Linked DNA regions of Rattus norvegicus: region 2 is linked to region 1. Evidence: chromatin contacts called from public Hi-C data. All regions are on one chromosome and are shown on one strand. The core of a region is the stretch at or near the end of the contact, and the rest is flanking DNA. Distances in the headings are between cores, read along the strand shown. Region 1 holds the start of Anp32a (acidic nuclear phosphoprotein 32 family member A). Region 2 has its middle 74 kb from the start of Anp32a.

Region 1 (7,180 bases), core at 2,342-4,841:
GAAGAGCACACAGGCAAGCTGGAGCCTTTCCATGTCATTGTCTCTGGGACCCAGGCAGCCAAGCTCTAGTGTAAGCGGAAGAGGGTTATGGCTGGGTTCCAGTCTAGATGCTTCAAGCTGAAGAATGAAGTTGAACTGTGCATTCATTAGCTTGACCAATAAAAACCAAAGGGCCACCATCTTCAGAGACTGAACCAAGGACTCCCGAGCTAAAACAGCAGTGATGGTGTGGTTATTTCTAAAAACAAGACTTCTCACCATGTTGGGCATGGTCGAGATGGCTCAGTAGGTAAGAACACTTGCTGCTCTTGCAGAGGACAAGAGCTCAGGTCCCAACACCTATGTCTGTTCACAAGTTCCTGGAACTCCAGAAGGACCCAACATTCTCGTCTAGCTTCCTTGGGCAACTGCACTTTTGTGCACACAATACACATAAATAAAAATAAAGCCTTCAAGACACACGGAGGCTAAAGACACCCATGGCTCTTATCTTTGGGAACAGGCTGCTCATTAGTTTGGGATGGATACTGAAGGTGCCCTTCTTACTTGAAGCCCACCCCTTTCTCAAATCAAGGCTCAAAACTTGATTTGCATCTCATTAATTCCCAGCTGGAATCAAACCCTGCCGCAGACTGTCTATTCCTCGCCATCTAAAGTCTGTTGTGGGTTCAGTCTGCAGTAAGGAACTGCACCTGTTCCAGGCCATATAAAAATTCTTCCAGGAGAGTTCGGGCTTCTCTGACTACTTCCCCGAAATGCAGATCAATTGGGAGCAGTGCCTAACTACTAAGATATACAATAAAACATAATTTAATATCCCTGTAAATAATAATTACACACACACACATATAGTCTTATAGGGCAAATAGCTGAGCTGTCTTCCTGTTTCCTAATAAAACCACCAAAGTCCTATTAAAACTTTCTTAGACAAACTACAAGAGGAACTTTCTTCCTCTAGCAATTGGGCAATACTCAAAGTCCTTTCATAGTTCAGCTTCTATACTGACCGACATCCAGTGAAAGCATCTTTCAGTTTTGTGGCACTAAATGCAAAAGCTGTTATTCAAAATTTGTAAAAGGAAGATGCTCCACAAACAAGTTATACAGAATACTGTCAGTGATTGGGTCACTGTTTTTTTTTTTTTTTCTTCTTTCTTTCTTCTTTTTTTTTTTCCTATTCTAATTAGTCTCTAGTACTCTGGTTTCTCTTCACATGAAACTTCTGCTTTTTAAGAAAAGATTTATTTATTTTATTTATATGAGTACACTATCTTCAGACACACTAGAAGAGGGCATTAGATTCCATTACAGATGGTTGTGAGGCACCATGTGGTTGCTGGGATTTGAACTCAGGACCTCTGGAAGAGCAGTCAGTGCTCTTAGCCACTGAGCCATCTCTCTAGCTCAACTTCTGGATTTTTTTTTTTTTTTTTTTTTTGGTTCTTTTTCGGAGCTGGGGACCGAACCCAGGGCCTTGCGCTTCCTAGGCAAGCGCTCTACCACTGAGCTAAATCCCCAACCCCAACTTCTGGATTTTTATAATTTTATTTCTGTATATTCTCTGTTAAGGGGAGGTGTATGTGGGGTTGGGATTCCAAGTAATTTTCTTCTGTTCCTGTCACTTGAGCTATTGGCTTCTACTTAGCAGAGGTAGTAGAATGGACACCTCTTTGCTTCAATGGATTTTGAGTTACTCCTTGAAAAGGACTCTCTCACAGCACTGACAGCAGGGACCTCAGCTATGATTCAGTGTTTAAGAAACAAATTAGTGGGCTGGGGATTTAGCTCAGTGGTAGAGCGCTTACCTAGGAAGCACAAGGCCCTGGGTTCGGTCCCCAGCTCCGAAAAAAAAAAAAAAAAAACCAAAAAAAAAAAAAAAAAGAAACAAATTAGTGGGGCTGGGGATTTAGCTCAGAGGTAGAGCGCTTGCCTAGGAAGCGCAAGGCCCTGGGTTTGGTCCCCAGCTCCAAAAAAAAAGAACCAAAAAAAAAAAAGAAACAAATTAGCATTTACCATCCAAAAGAACATGAACTTCAAGACTCCTGCTATACAGATTTTGTACACTACACCCTCTTAAAATATTTGTGATGAAAAGCTATTATTGCTTTAAAAACGTTATCATATCCAGAAACATGAACTGACACATTGGCAAAGAGGTAATTTGGGGTTCTTTGTGTTTTTAAAAGGAACCAACACAATTGAAAAATTCCAGTTACACAGCCTTTGTAAAAATTAACAAAAATCTAAGGATACGAAATGTTAGATGAACAACCTATAGAAATTACATAGTTACCCGATGACATGTTTTAATTTTGTACTCCCAGCTACTTAGAATAAACATTTATCAGCTTTCAAATCCATTTATTGTTTGATCTAAAGAACTAACTGAATAAAATGTTCAGTTCTAATGTATCCAAAATGATAGAATTATTTTGGGGATGTTTGCGTGAGAGTGTAGACGAAGAGAAAAAAGACACTATGATAAAGTTGTGTGGATGAAATTAAACATGTATCCCGTGATTTGTCCACAGCTACAGACATCCACGTAGTAATGAGGTCCTAGGGCTGCTTACAAGAAGCTGGAAACCCAGTGGGAACCAGGGTTGTAAAGGTTTCTTTAAAAACGTAACGTAGTCGAACAAAAACAAAACCCAAAGCAACTGGAAGACCTGGACTAAGTGCCCCAGTTAGCGACTCCTTGGCAACTCAGATCCAACCAAACGACTCTGGTGGACGATTAGAATGAAACGTGCAAAGCTCTATCTCAAAAAAACCTATAAAGCCCGTCAATTATGTTGGGCTCTGAGAATCAGCAGTTCCCAGCACCTTCCTTTTCCACTTTTTAAATATTTTATACAGTTCTGCATCTGCGGTCTTTCCATTCATTAATCGCCCTACACAAGATATCCCGGTGGCTCTCGGGGAATTGCTTCTTTTAAGGCAGGACACCAGACCGCCAAGCTTCTGGGGTCGAGATCGCGCCCTCGCTCCTCCGGAGGTGGGAGCGTCACGCACTTAGACTTGATTATTTAATTGCGGGGATGGGAGTAGACCCGGAGTGAGGGGTTGTGCCAAGGTGGGCACCCCGGGGTATGTGTGTGTGTGGGGGGGTGGGATTTGTCCTTCGTGCGCTCCAAAAATGCGCGCCCTCCTTGGGCCTGCCTTGCGCCCGCGCGCCCCAGGCCTCGTCCGCCCGCCCAGCACCCAGAGGATGCCCCCGCAAGGACCCCGCCCCTCCCGTGTCCACGCACCTGCGGCCCCGCCCCCGGCCACGAACCTTCAGGTCCACGCACCTGCCCTGCCTTCCCTCCCGCCCCCCGTGCGCAACCACCAAGGTGCAGCCGCGCTCCTCTTCGGCTGCTCGGGTATCTAAGGGGGTCCGTCTCCGGCACCACAGCCAAATGGCTGAGCCTCCCTGGCCCGCTGCGCAGGCCGCCCATTGGACCCTGCCCCCCGCCGCTACCACCACTATTGGCTGGCATGCGGAGCCTCCCCACTCGATTGGCTCCTGTTGCCGCCGCTCCACGCAGGAGCCGCAGGTCCCGCCTCTACGGCGATCAGGTTAGTGTGCGCCGCGGGTGCTGGGGGCTCGAGAACCGAGCGGAGCTGGTTGAGCCTTCAAAGTCCTAAAACGCGCGGCCGTGGGTTCGGGGTTTATTGATTGAATTCCGCTGGCGCAGGATCCTCTGCAGAAAGAGAGAGCGCGAGAGATGGAGATGGACAAACGGATTTATTTAGAGCTGCGGAACAGGACGCCCTCTGATGTGAGCATTTGCCAAAAATATCTCTGTCGGTCCATTCTCCTACTTTGTGTTATGTGTGCGTGTGTGTTTTGGGGGAAGGCACTTTTTTATGGAGGGGGGCTCGGGGGAGATGTGGGGTTTGGGGTCTGAATGCAAATGAATTGCAAGGTTGGATGGCGGGGGGGGGGGTGTGCAATGCCATCGGAGCATGTTTCGTCCGCCGTCGCTGCTGCCCTTGGTGTGTGACTGACTACCTGTGCGTGTGCTCCCGCGTGTGCGGGTATGGGTGCGAGGGTGTGCGTGCGAGTGTGCACCCAGCGGGGGGCCGGCGGGGCGCACGCGTTCGGGTCGGAGGGAAGACGGCGATCTCACCCTCGTCCGAGCTCCCACGACGCGCATCTGGATGGAAAAGATGATCGAGGGGAGGAGAAGATGGGCTGCCTCCTGGATTAAACAACAAAAAGGGGGTGTTATATTTTAGAAGCGTAACCCCCTTTCCGCCCCCTCCCGCGCCTGCCCCCTCCCTTTGCCGTCTCTTTCGCTCGCTCGCACACAATAAGTTTTGGGCTTCGCGAGTCCGGTATAGTTTCTGATCAATGTAGCCCGAGGCCCCCGGGGAGAGCGCGTGGGGACCCGACTGCTGCGGAGTTGGGAGATGGCTCGAGTTTAAAGCGCGTCTTCGTTTCTCTGCGGGGATGAGGCGAGAGGTGGGGAGCCATATTTGTAACTTTGTCGTGTTCGTGAACGCGCCCTTTCTCTCCCTCCCTCCCTTTCTCTGCCTGCCTTCCTTCTCCTTTCTCTCTCACTCTTTCCACCCCACCTTTGGGCCAGATGCTGTCTTTTCTCCCTTCTTCCTCGCGGAAAGGGAGGGGGGTACCTTAGAAAAGGGGGAGGGATTGTGGAGTGTGCAAATGCTCAGATAATCCTCGCGCCTCCCCAACCACGAGCGTCGCTAATGTAAGTTGCCCGGAGGCTGCGTCCCATTCTGGCCCCCGGCTCACAACCCAGATGCCAGCCTTGGCACCCTGACGCCTCATCGGCACCAGACACCCCACCTTCTCGGTCCCTTCTTCTCTTGGGGTGGGCTCCCTGGCAGCCATTCGGCGCTTGGTTAATAAATGGGCACGGGAAACTTTATCAGAACCCGAGCTGCCCAGAGCTGGTGCCGCTGTGGGGACCGACCCAGTCTACATTCTTGCGGGCACGGCTGGCACGCAGCTCTGGGATGGGCAGTTCGTCTGACCGTAGCCGTTATGGATTGGGCAGCGGCGGGAGTATGGCAGGAGGAAACTTACACCGGTGGGAACGGGGAGGCTGGGCGCTAGCCCACTGCAAGGGGAAGTGAGGGTGGGTGGGTGACTCGAAAGCTGTTTATTTTTGTCTCCCTCCCGCTTTCACACTCATGTCTGCGAGTTGACCCATTCGAGAGACCCTAGGGTCTGGGGTGGAAACCCTAGCCGACTTCCCCTTTAGGCCCGGTCGTAGGCAGCAGGGGCTCGCGGGCGGGAAGATCTCGGGTCTAGCCTGAGGGTCCGGGGCTCGGGCGAGTTGGGGGCTCGCGCAGCACGTTGTGCTGACCTGTCGCCCCTCCAGCCACTTGGCCCCTCGAATCCTGACAAAGGCAGGCCTCGTTTCCTCTTTTCTCCTAATTCCTCCTTCTAAACCTGAGTAAGACTTTTGAAAACAAGCTCCTTTCTGCCCTCCGCCCATCCTCACGCAGCTGTGCACCCGAGACGTGCTACAGCCTTATGGCGCGCAGGGCGGGAGGAGGGGGCACCCCTAGCAGCAGGACTTGCCGCGGGGCTGCCCGGTTCGGCCGGTGGCGTCCCGAACTAGCCAGGGTGCCGGATCCGGGGGGTGGAGGGGACTGGGTGTGGTGCTGGGGGAGGGGGCCGAACGCGACTTCCCGCGTACTTTCCGGGAAGACCCCTGTACATAGTTGGGGGGCTTCAGGGTCGCGGCAAGTAGGTGCGTAGCAGCGCAGGACCGGACCGAGCGGGCCACAGTACTAGCTGACCCGGAGCGAAACGGAAAGCGGGTCGAACCGGCTCTTTAAACTTCCCCGAGTGTGTGCGCTGGGGGAGGGGCGGGCGCTCTGGGCTGGGCGCGATTTCTCACGCTTCGCCCCCTCGCCGTGAGTCCGCTGCCCACTCGCCGGCCTCCGGGCTTATGGCGGGGTGGGGCGCGCGGGTGGCGGGGGAGGGGGCACTTGCTGCGCATGGGGGAGGGGAGGGCAGAAAGCTCTCGAAAGAGGGACAAAAGGGGTGGGGGAGGAGGAACTGGCTTTTTGTTGTTGTTTTGCTGGTTTTTTGTTTTTTTCAAATAAACGTTTTTGGAAAACAGATCGTTCTGGGGAACCTCCCTCCCCAGAGTCCCCCCACGCACCCACCTTCTGCAACCTCTCTCCCAAGTCGCTTCTCGAGGACTGGTGGCCGCGACGCCGCCGTACTAGGACGAGCAGCCATGTTTCCCGGGGCGCCCGAGGCCCACCCCTCCCCCACGGCGGCGGCGGACCGGGCTCCGCGGGGACCGTGGCGCCCAGCGGTGGGGGCTCGGGCGCGCACCGGCACAGCCTAAGCTCCGAGGCGCGGGCCTGGGGAGCGGGTCTGGAGAGGGCACGGCGGGCGGGGGACCATCGACCCGCTAGGATCTGCGGACCAGTCTGCTCTCGCCATTTGCACTGCTAGGCCATTGGGAGACCTAGCCCTAGGGTGCCCTGACATTCTCGGGGTGCAGGGGCGGCAGTCCCCGGCTATGTGCCGGTTGCTCGCCAGTCGGACGCCGAGCTGCCATTTTGTCACCGTGGCTGTTGTCGCGCTTGGGGGGGGGAGCGAGAAGCTTGCGCCATCGCCCCGACGGCCGCCCTCTAGCGAGGTGGCTGCTGGGGGAGCTGGCCCCTGGGACACCCCCCCACCCCACTTACTCATTCGGCCTTATAGGAGCTCCCACCCAGGGTCCAAGGATCCCGAAGCTGTCGTAGCCCCGAAAAGGTGACAGTCTACCTTATCGAGCGCCCCCCCCCGCCCTAACTCCCTGCCCCCCCTGTTCGGTTTTCCGCCGTGGCTCCTGCTGCGCTCGGCACGTAGTGAAAGGTGGCCTTGAAGGCGAAATGATCGCGCTGGTGTTTGCGCCTTCAGCGGAAATGATAGGGTGGTGTATGGGGGTGGGGGTGAAACTGGAGGACGGGAGGGGCTCAGGCTCGCTAGTCTGGTGGCCCTCACTAAAGCCGAGGGCGTCAGCCTTCTACCCAGGAGGGACAAATTGTCGGGATGCACTGGGGAAACGCCCTCCGGGGCTGGGCCCTCTAGAAAGGTTGGGCGAGTTTCAGGTGGGTGTCGCAGCACCCTGCAAGCTGGGGGAGCTCTCTCGTTCTTTTTCCAATCCCCCACCCCGCGCCTTTTTTTTTTTTTCTTTTTCCGTTTTTGTTTTGGCGGGGA
Region 2 (7,180 bases), core at 2,102-4,601, 74 kb after region 1:
CTGGCTTCTGAAACCTCAAAGCCCAGCCCTAATGACACACTTCCTCTGACAAAGCCACACCTGTCCTACACCTTTCAAACAATGCCACTCCCTGTAAGCCTATGGGGTGGGGGGCGGCATTTAATTCAAACCATCCCATTCCAAATGGCCTTAATCTCTTTGGCCATTTTAATGATCCAGTTATATATGTGTGGTGGGAGGAGGTGGTGAGTGTGGGCTTAGGAAATAGCACAGTCGTTGATTCTGTAGTTCCTGAGGCACCTCCCTCCTCTGTCTCTCTGTCTCTCATTGTCTCTCCTTTTCTAAAAGACAGATGAGCATCCAGCTTATGTGATGCTGGGGATCAAACTCAGGCCTTGGTGATGCTGGACAAACACTCTTCCAACGGAGCTACATAAACCTCCCCAAGCCTATGGGTTCAGTTCCCCAAATCTGACCAATGGTCAGATTTGTGATCGCTGGAAGGCATAGAAAAACAAATAGTCAATATTCAACTCAGTTTTCTGAACAGATTTCAAAAGTTCATGGCTGACATGGGTGTGGGGAGCAAGGCTATAATCTCAGGACTTAAAAGGTGGGGGTTGGGGATTTAGCTCAGTGGTAGAGCGCTTGCCTAGCAAGCGCAAGGCCCTGGGTTCGGTCCCCAGCTCCGGAAAAGAAAAAAAAAAAAAAAAAAAAAAAAGGTGGAGGCAAATGGGCTGGGAGCTCCGTCTTTGGCCATGCAGTGAGTGTGAGGCCTGCTGGAGCTACTGGAGACGGTCTCAAAAGTGAAACCAAAAACAAAGTCCATGGCTAAGACAATACGCAACAGACTTGAGAGCAAAGCTTTTGACTTGAAGAAAAGGGCTCATTTCCAGGCAAAGGAGGGCATAGGGTTCATGATACAAGCACTGGTCTGGAGAGGGTGGACACCATCCGGGCTGTACCTTCTAATGAATGAGGAGGTTAGTGGGCAAAACAGGCTGAGACCATCAAGCAAGACAGTGCACATCAAGAAGACCCAGGAAGGGGTGTGAGGATGGCTGTTCTTCCAGAGAACCCAGGTTCAGGTCCCAGTACCCACTTGGTGGCTCACAACCATTTGTAACCCCAGTTCAAATGGATCTGATATCATCTTGTGGCCTCCTTGGGCCCTGTGGGCTTGTGGTACATAGCTATATATTCAGGCAAACACTCAAAAAAACAAAAACAAAAACAAAAATGCCATTCCAGATATGACGGCACATTCCTGTGATCCTAACACCTGGGGGCAGAAGAAGGAGTCTGTGGTAACTGAGGATCATGAGTTTGAAACTAGCCTGGGCTACTTAGCAAGATCCTGTCCCAAAAAAAACCACAAGGACTGAGCATTAGGCATGGGAGTTGGAAGCAGGAGGATTAGGAGTTCAAGAACAGCCTGGGTTATATAGTAAATTCAAGGTCAGCCTGGGGTGTGTGAGGCACTGCCTCAAAACAACAGTAACACAAATCAAACCCTCTCCCGTGGAAAACAACTGTGTGCTGTAGAAAAATGTAGATTTTTGTTTATTTAAAAAAAGAAAATGTGGGGTTGGGGATTTAGCTCAGTGGTAGAGCGCTTGCCTAGGAAGCGCAAGGCCCTGGGTTCGGTCCCCAGCTCCGAAAAAAAGAACCAAAAAAAAAGAAAAAAGAAAAAAGAAAATGTGTGTCAGTTTAAGAGCATGCCGTGTGTGTGTGTGTGTGTGTGTGTGTGTGTGTGTGTGTGTCCACAGAGGCCAGCAGAAGGAGGCATCAGATTGTGAGCCATAGCACCATGATGCTAGGAACAGAACTGGAATCCTTTCCAAGTGGTTTGGCCTCTTAGCCATCTCTCCAGCCTTGCAGACACAGACCATTTCCCCTCATGCGGAGACAGTCCTTACTGTCTTAGACCTTGCACACAAGTTCTGCATACGCACTTGGGTTCTATGCCAGACTGCAATCTCTATATGAATTATACACTACACTGTACTCTCTCTGAGACCAAGAATTGAGTCATCCTATTCCTCAGTTGAAGCACTGAGGAGAGTTTCGAGTGCAGGGGACATTTGAGGAGCATCTGACTAAATAAATTTTTTATGAAAATGTCTCCAAAACCCAGTAGGCAAAGAAAAAGAATTTATTAGTTTTTGCAAATGATTGTTTTGGGAACTGTGAAATTCAGGCATATGAGAAGTCGACGGGGGATGATGTTAGGGAAGGAGACCTGTAAAGTATAAAGGACCTTTCTAATTATACTGCTAGGAAGCCCCAAGGGGCAGCACAGGTCTCTCCATAATAAAACTAGCCAGCACAGTTAGGGTAACTCAGTTGGTAGGGTGTTGGTCTAGCATGAAGCCCAGGGAGTGGATCTCGGGCAAGTCAGGTGTGGTGGCTCATGCAAATAGTGTCAGCACTAGGAGGATCAGCAGAAGGATCAAGAGGTTCAAAGTTGGGCTGGGGATTTAGCTCAGTGGTAGAGCACTTACCTAGGAAGCACAAGGCCCTGGGTTCAGTCCCCAGCTCCGAAAAAAAGAACAAAAAAAAAAAAAAAAAAAAAAAAAGAGGTTCAAAGTTATCTTCAGCTATTGTTTGAGTTCAAAGACACTTTGGGCTCCAAGAAACTTTGCACCCCGTCTCTCAGGGAGAAAAAAGTGCCTGGCAAATGTTTTACGTCTGGTCTTACGGCACAGAGAAACACTGCAGTTTCCTAAGACTGTCTCCTCCCTTGGGTTTTGCTAAATTGGATGGTCATAGTAAGGATCACCTCACCTCTAGCTCCGGTGTCCAGCATTCTCCTAACGTGTCCCTTGCCCTCTCTCTCCCTCAATAAAGGTCAATTCCATAGCTCAGTATGCTCTCGCTCCCTCACCATTATCCAGGCCACTAGCTCCGGAGCTGGACTTGGTGTCTCTGCCCTTTAATCCCCTCCGGTCGGTTGAAGTAGCGAAACCAGTATCAGTTCACTCCAGGCCCTTCCTCCGCTTCTCACCAGAGAGAAGTACAGCCTCCCCAGCGGTCTCCACCTTCACCTCTGGCCCTGGAGGTTTTTTGTTTTCCGGGGCGGGAGGCAGAGGGCTGGGGAGGACTGCTTCTGTTTCCTTCACCAGCAGCTTCCTGGAGATTGCGTAGGCTTGAGCGAGCGAGCTCCAGGACTGGGCTAGGCGGTGGCCCCCCAGCCGCCAGGGTCTGCATGGACCCCTGGCTCCTCCTTCAGCTCCTTTCTGCCCTCCTCGTCTCTTTCCCGCTCTGCCCCAAACCTCGTGGAAATGCAGATTCTCTGGGCAGAAACGGCCCCTCCTTGTCATTGTCCCTGTGGGAACCTTGCTCAAGGTCACCGAGCAGGTCAGAACCTTGCTGAGTCGAGAAGCCTGCCTCAGGCTTCTTCCAGCTCTCAGGCAAGCAGGCACGCTGCTGGCAAAGACCGCGGAATCTGCCGAAGGGTGAGGTGAGCGCCCTCCTCTGGCCGCTCTCAGAATGCTGTCCTCCCAGGCTTGGAGCCTGAGGACTTTCAGAGACCCTCCCTCCCTCATGCATGGGTGGTTCAGATCCTTGCTAGACCTGCTTCACCTGGTCTGTGTAATTCATTCAGGGGTTGGATGGGAGATGGCAGAAGGCGCCCAGCTTAGAACAGTAGAGAGCTGTAATCTGCCACCTGCTGGATAGGTTCAAGTTTCTAGCAAATTCTTTCTGGTCTTTGGATCTTTGGGTGATCACTATGACCTTGAAATCTAAGACCTGCCTCCTCAGCTCCCGTCTCCCATCCCATTTAGGTTCGATTGGTTAGCATCGTGTGTGTGTGTGTGTGTGTGTGTGTGTGTGTGTGTGTGTGTGTGTGTGTGTGTCTGCGTGCGCACGCGCGCGCGTGTCTTGGGCGCAGTGTTCTGGTGCTCTGGGAAGACAATGGATAACCTAAAGGGACAGTGCTGCCAGACAGTGAAGCCAAGTGTCAGGTGTCAGGGAAGGGGTCTGAATAACATTGTGCTTGTTACTGGATTGATTAGCAAGCTGCAGCTTATTTCAAAATAGGAAACATTCTCCAGAACTGGGACCTTCAGTTGTTATCCAGCAGGGGGCAGGGGTACACACACACACACACACACACACACACACACACACACACACACACACCACTCTTCCTCCCTCTGCAGTACGGGCTCTAGTGGATCTCGTAATTCTTCCTGGCCAAGGTCAAGTGTCTGCCACTGCTACATACCCCTGCCATGGCATCTTCGTTCTTCCAAGCTGGAAGGCAGGGCAGGGCTGGGGGTTGTTTTCAGGATGAAATCATTTCGCACAGTGAGGAAGCAGCCAGGTTCTGCATGGGTCTGCTGACAGTCTTGGATGCCTGCCCAGAGCTAGGAGTCTAAAAATGCCTGAACCCATCTTGAGATCTCAGGAGACTGGCTGGAAGTCAGCTCAGGAGCCAGCCATCTCCCCAGACTGATGTCCACCCCACCTTGAACCCATCCCAGAGTGAAACCCCTCCAGGATCAGGGCTCTGTGTCCTGCGGGTGGCTGGATGCCACAGATAGATATGACTGGCATTCCTGAGGCTCAGCTTGGTACTCAGTTATCCAGATACTTGGATGTGCTAAACTAAGTTGGAAATCCAGTCAGGTTTCAAAAGGACAGGAGTTAGAACTGGGAGAGGTACCCTTGCCTGTAGGGACATAAAAGGTTTATTCATAGAAAAGAAGGATCTGAAATTTATCCCATGACATCTTTACCTGGGGAAAAAGCAAGAATGACATCTGGTGGAAGCATGTCAATAGAGATGGTTCAGAGTCATGGAGGGCTTCCTCCCATCCCCATCTTTAAGTGATTAAAGCTGTGTGGAGGGTTGAGTCAGCACTGGCGGAGAGACCAGCATACAAGACTAGAAGTAAAAGATAGCATAGCATAAGTTTGTTTGTTTGTTTTTTTTCTTTTTTAAGACAATGTCTCGTGTAGCTCAGGCTGGCCTTGAACTCACTATATAGTCAAAGATATTCGCAAACTTCTGGACCTTGTGCCTCCACCTCCTACGCGCTGAGATTGCGGGCATACGCTACCATGCCTGATGTATGTCGTGATGGGGACAGAACTCAGGGTTTCCAGCATTCTAGGCGAGCACTCTACTGAGCTACACCCCCAGCGCAGCATATGACAAATTTGAGGACACATAAGGAACCAATGGGAGGTAACTACTCAACAAATACAGTTTGGAAAAATGGGCTCCTACTCACCTCAGGTAATTTACCATGATAAGCAATGACCGAAGAGCTGTTCTGCTGGGGTCAGGACAGGTGGGCCAGAAGAGAAGGCAGGTCAGCATGTCTGTGTATTTACCTGCTGGCCCAGGCGGTCTCAGCCAGGTGACAGCCCTGTGTTCCCTGACGTCTGAGGAGAAGGAGCTTACATGGATCAGACTCTGAGTGAATTTAGAATTCCTGAAAATTTAGGCTTTGAGAACTGATCCAGAGGCAGAAACTGCAGGAGTAGGCTGTCCAAACTCGGTTGGCCAATGCTGCCTTCAGGCCTCACAGGAGCCCCAAGATGCTTCCCTTTTCCTCGACAAGCTTGTTTGTGTCACTTACGTAAGGGAATGCATGGTCTCGGGGACATTTTCATCCTCTTGGCAGCTGGCATCACAGAAATCTCGTGTTTGACTAGGAAGGGATCTGGGCATTGTTCTCACCCCATAATGCATAGACAGGGAAAATCATGCCCCGTGCGGAAGAGTGACATGCAGGATTTCCCACAAGAGGCCAGAATGAGATTTAAACTGTCGTCTGCCCAGTGTCCTGTGTCCAGTCCTACAGTCCTCTGATGTCCCCCACTTAAGGTGTGCCGGCTCCTCTGGCTCCCTCAGTTACCTGGGGCACCCCTTGGTAGACTGACAACCCTCTTCTCAGACAGGCCTGCCTTGGTGAGGGACTACTGGTGTCCACTGTTTCTGGTCTCATGATAGACCCCGGCATCCTTCCGAAGCAGACTCCCCTCAGTTCCTCTGTCCCTAGACCCAGAAAACACTTATCTTTTGGTTTCCCCATGACACTGGCTTGGTGACCTTGGACATGGCACAGCGCAGTCCTAGAACCTAGGGTCAAATTCATGGACTAGTTCTTGCAGACTGTGAAGTGCTATTCCAATGTACGACACTGGATTAGATACTGAACAAACATGGTCTTTACATAACCCAGGCTGGTCTTGAATTCCCTAGGTAGCCAAGGTTAACTTTGAACTTCTGATCTTCCTACCCCCACTTCCCAAATGCTAGGATTACAAATTTGTGCTGGCACCCCTGGTTTAATGTCGTGCCTGTGATCAGATTCAGAGCTTCATGCATTCTACACCAGCACCCCACCAACGGAGCTACATCCTTGGTGTGCCTCTCCCTCTTTTGAAACAGGGTCTTACTGTATATCTCAGGCTGGGCTGGAGCTCTTGATAACTTCCTGCTTTAGACTCTAAGAGTGGAATTACAGGTGTGAGCCACTATATTTGTCCATAGTAAATACTTTTTAAATAGCTGTAAGAAGTAGTTCATTTAAAAAAAGGGGGGGGGATATGGGGCCGGAGAGGTGGCACAATGGTTAGAGCACTGGCTGCCCTTGCAGAGGACCCTAGTTCAGTTCCCAACACCCACATAGTGGCTCACAACCGTCTGTAACTCCAGCTCCAGGGAGCCTGATGTTACCTCTTTTGGCCACTGTTGGTACTGCACCTACATAATTTTTTTTTTTTTGGAAGTAAAAGATTGTAATATTTATATGTGTATATGTGTATATAAGAGCACAAGAATGCCATGTCAAATACGTGAAGGTCAGAGGACAATTGGAGTCTGTTTTCTCCTTCTATAGCTCAGGTTGTCAGGTTTGATGGTGGGTCCCTTTTCCTGCTGAGCCATCTCACCAGCCCCAGAACACTAGTTCCGAATTGGGGGCGATTCTGATACCCCCAGAGGCACTGAATAATACGGGGGCCATTTTTGTCTATCAAAGCTAGGTGGAGTTGCCATGACATCTGATGTGTTAAGGCCGGACACTGACGAGTGTACAGCGTACAGGACAGCCAGCCCCCACAGCAAAGCACTGTTGTTCCCCGGATGTCACAAGTACTAGATGAACCGAACGTGGCAGGGTAGCTGCACAGAGGTGGCTGTCATTTCAGAAAGACAGAGGAGCTATGAGGGTGCAGCTGGCCACAGAGACCACGAGGT

Evidence for each region. A called contact is a pair of places that touch in the nucleus more often than the background predicts.
Region 2: a contact with region 1 is called in a Hi-C map of liver, with 7 times the contacts expected there. The contact joins the enhancer-like site here to the promoter of Anp32a in region 1. A contact is called at or near these places in 7 of 12 Hi-C or Micro-C datasets (Schwann cells, frontal cortex, kidney and 2 more).

The regions. Positions count from the first base shown.
Region 1 is chr8:71,720,987-71,728,166 of GRCr8, forward strand. Anp32a (acidic nuclear phosphoprotein 32 family member A) reads left to right here and starts at 3,592. Exons shown (of 7, transcript NM_012903.2): 1 at 3,592-3,764. The coding sequence starts at 3,711.
Region 2 is chr8:71,795,105-71,802,284 of GRCr8, forward strand. No RefSeq gene overlaps it. Among named protein-coding and RNA genes, the nearest start is that of Anp32a, 74 kb to the left of the region's middle. Within about 2 kb of position 3,352, at least 53 of the 93 cell types and tissues checked have an H3K27ac peak or open chromatin away from gene starts, as enhancers often do. A contact at or near this core is called in kidney and liver, where this site is marked.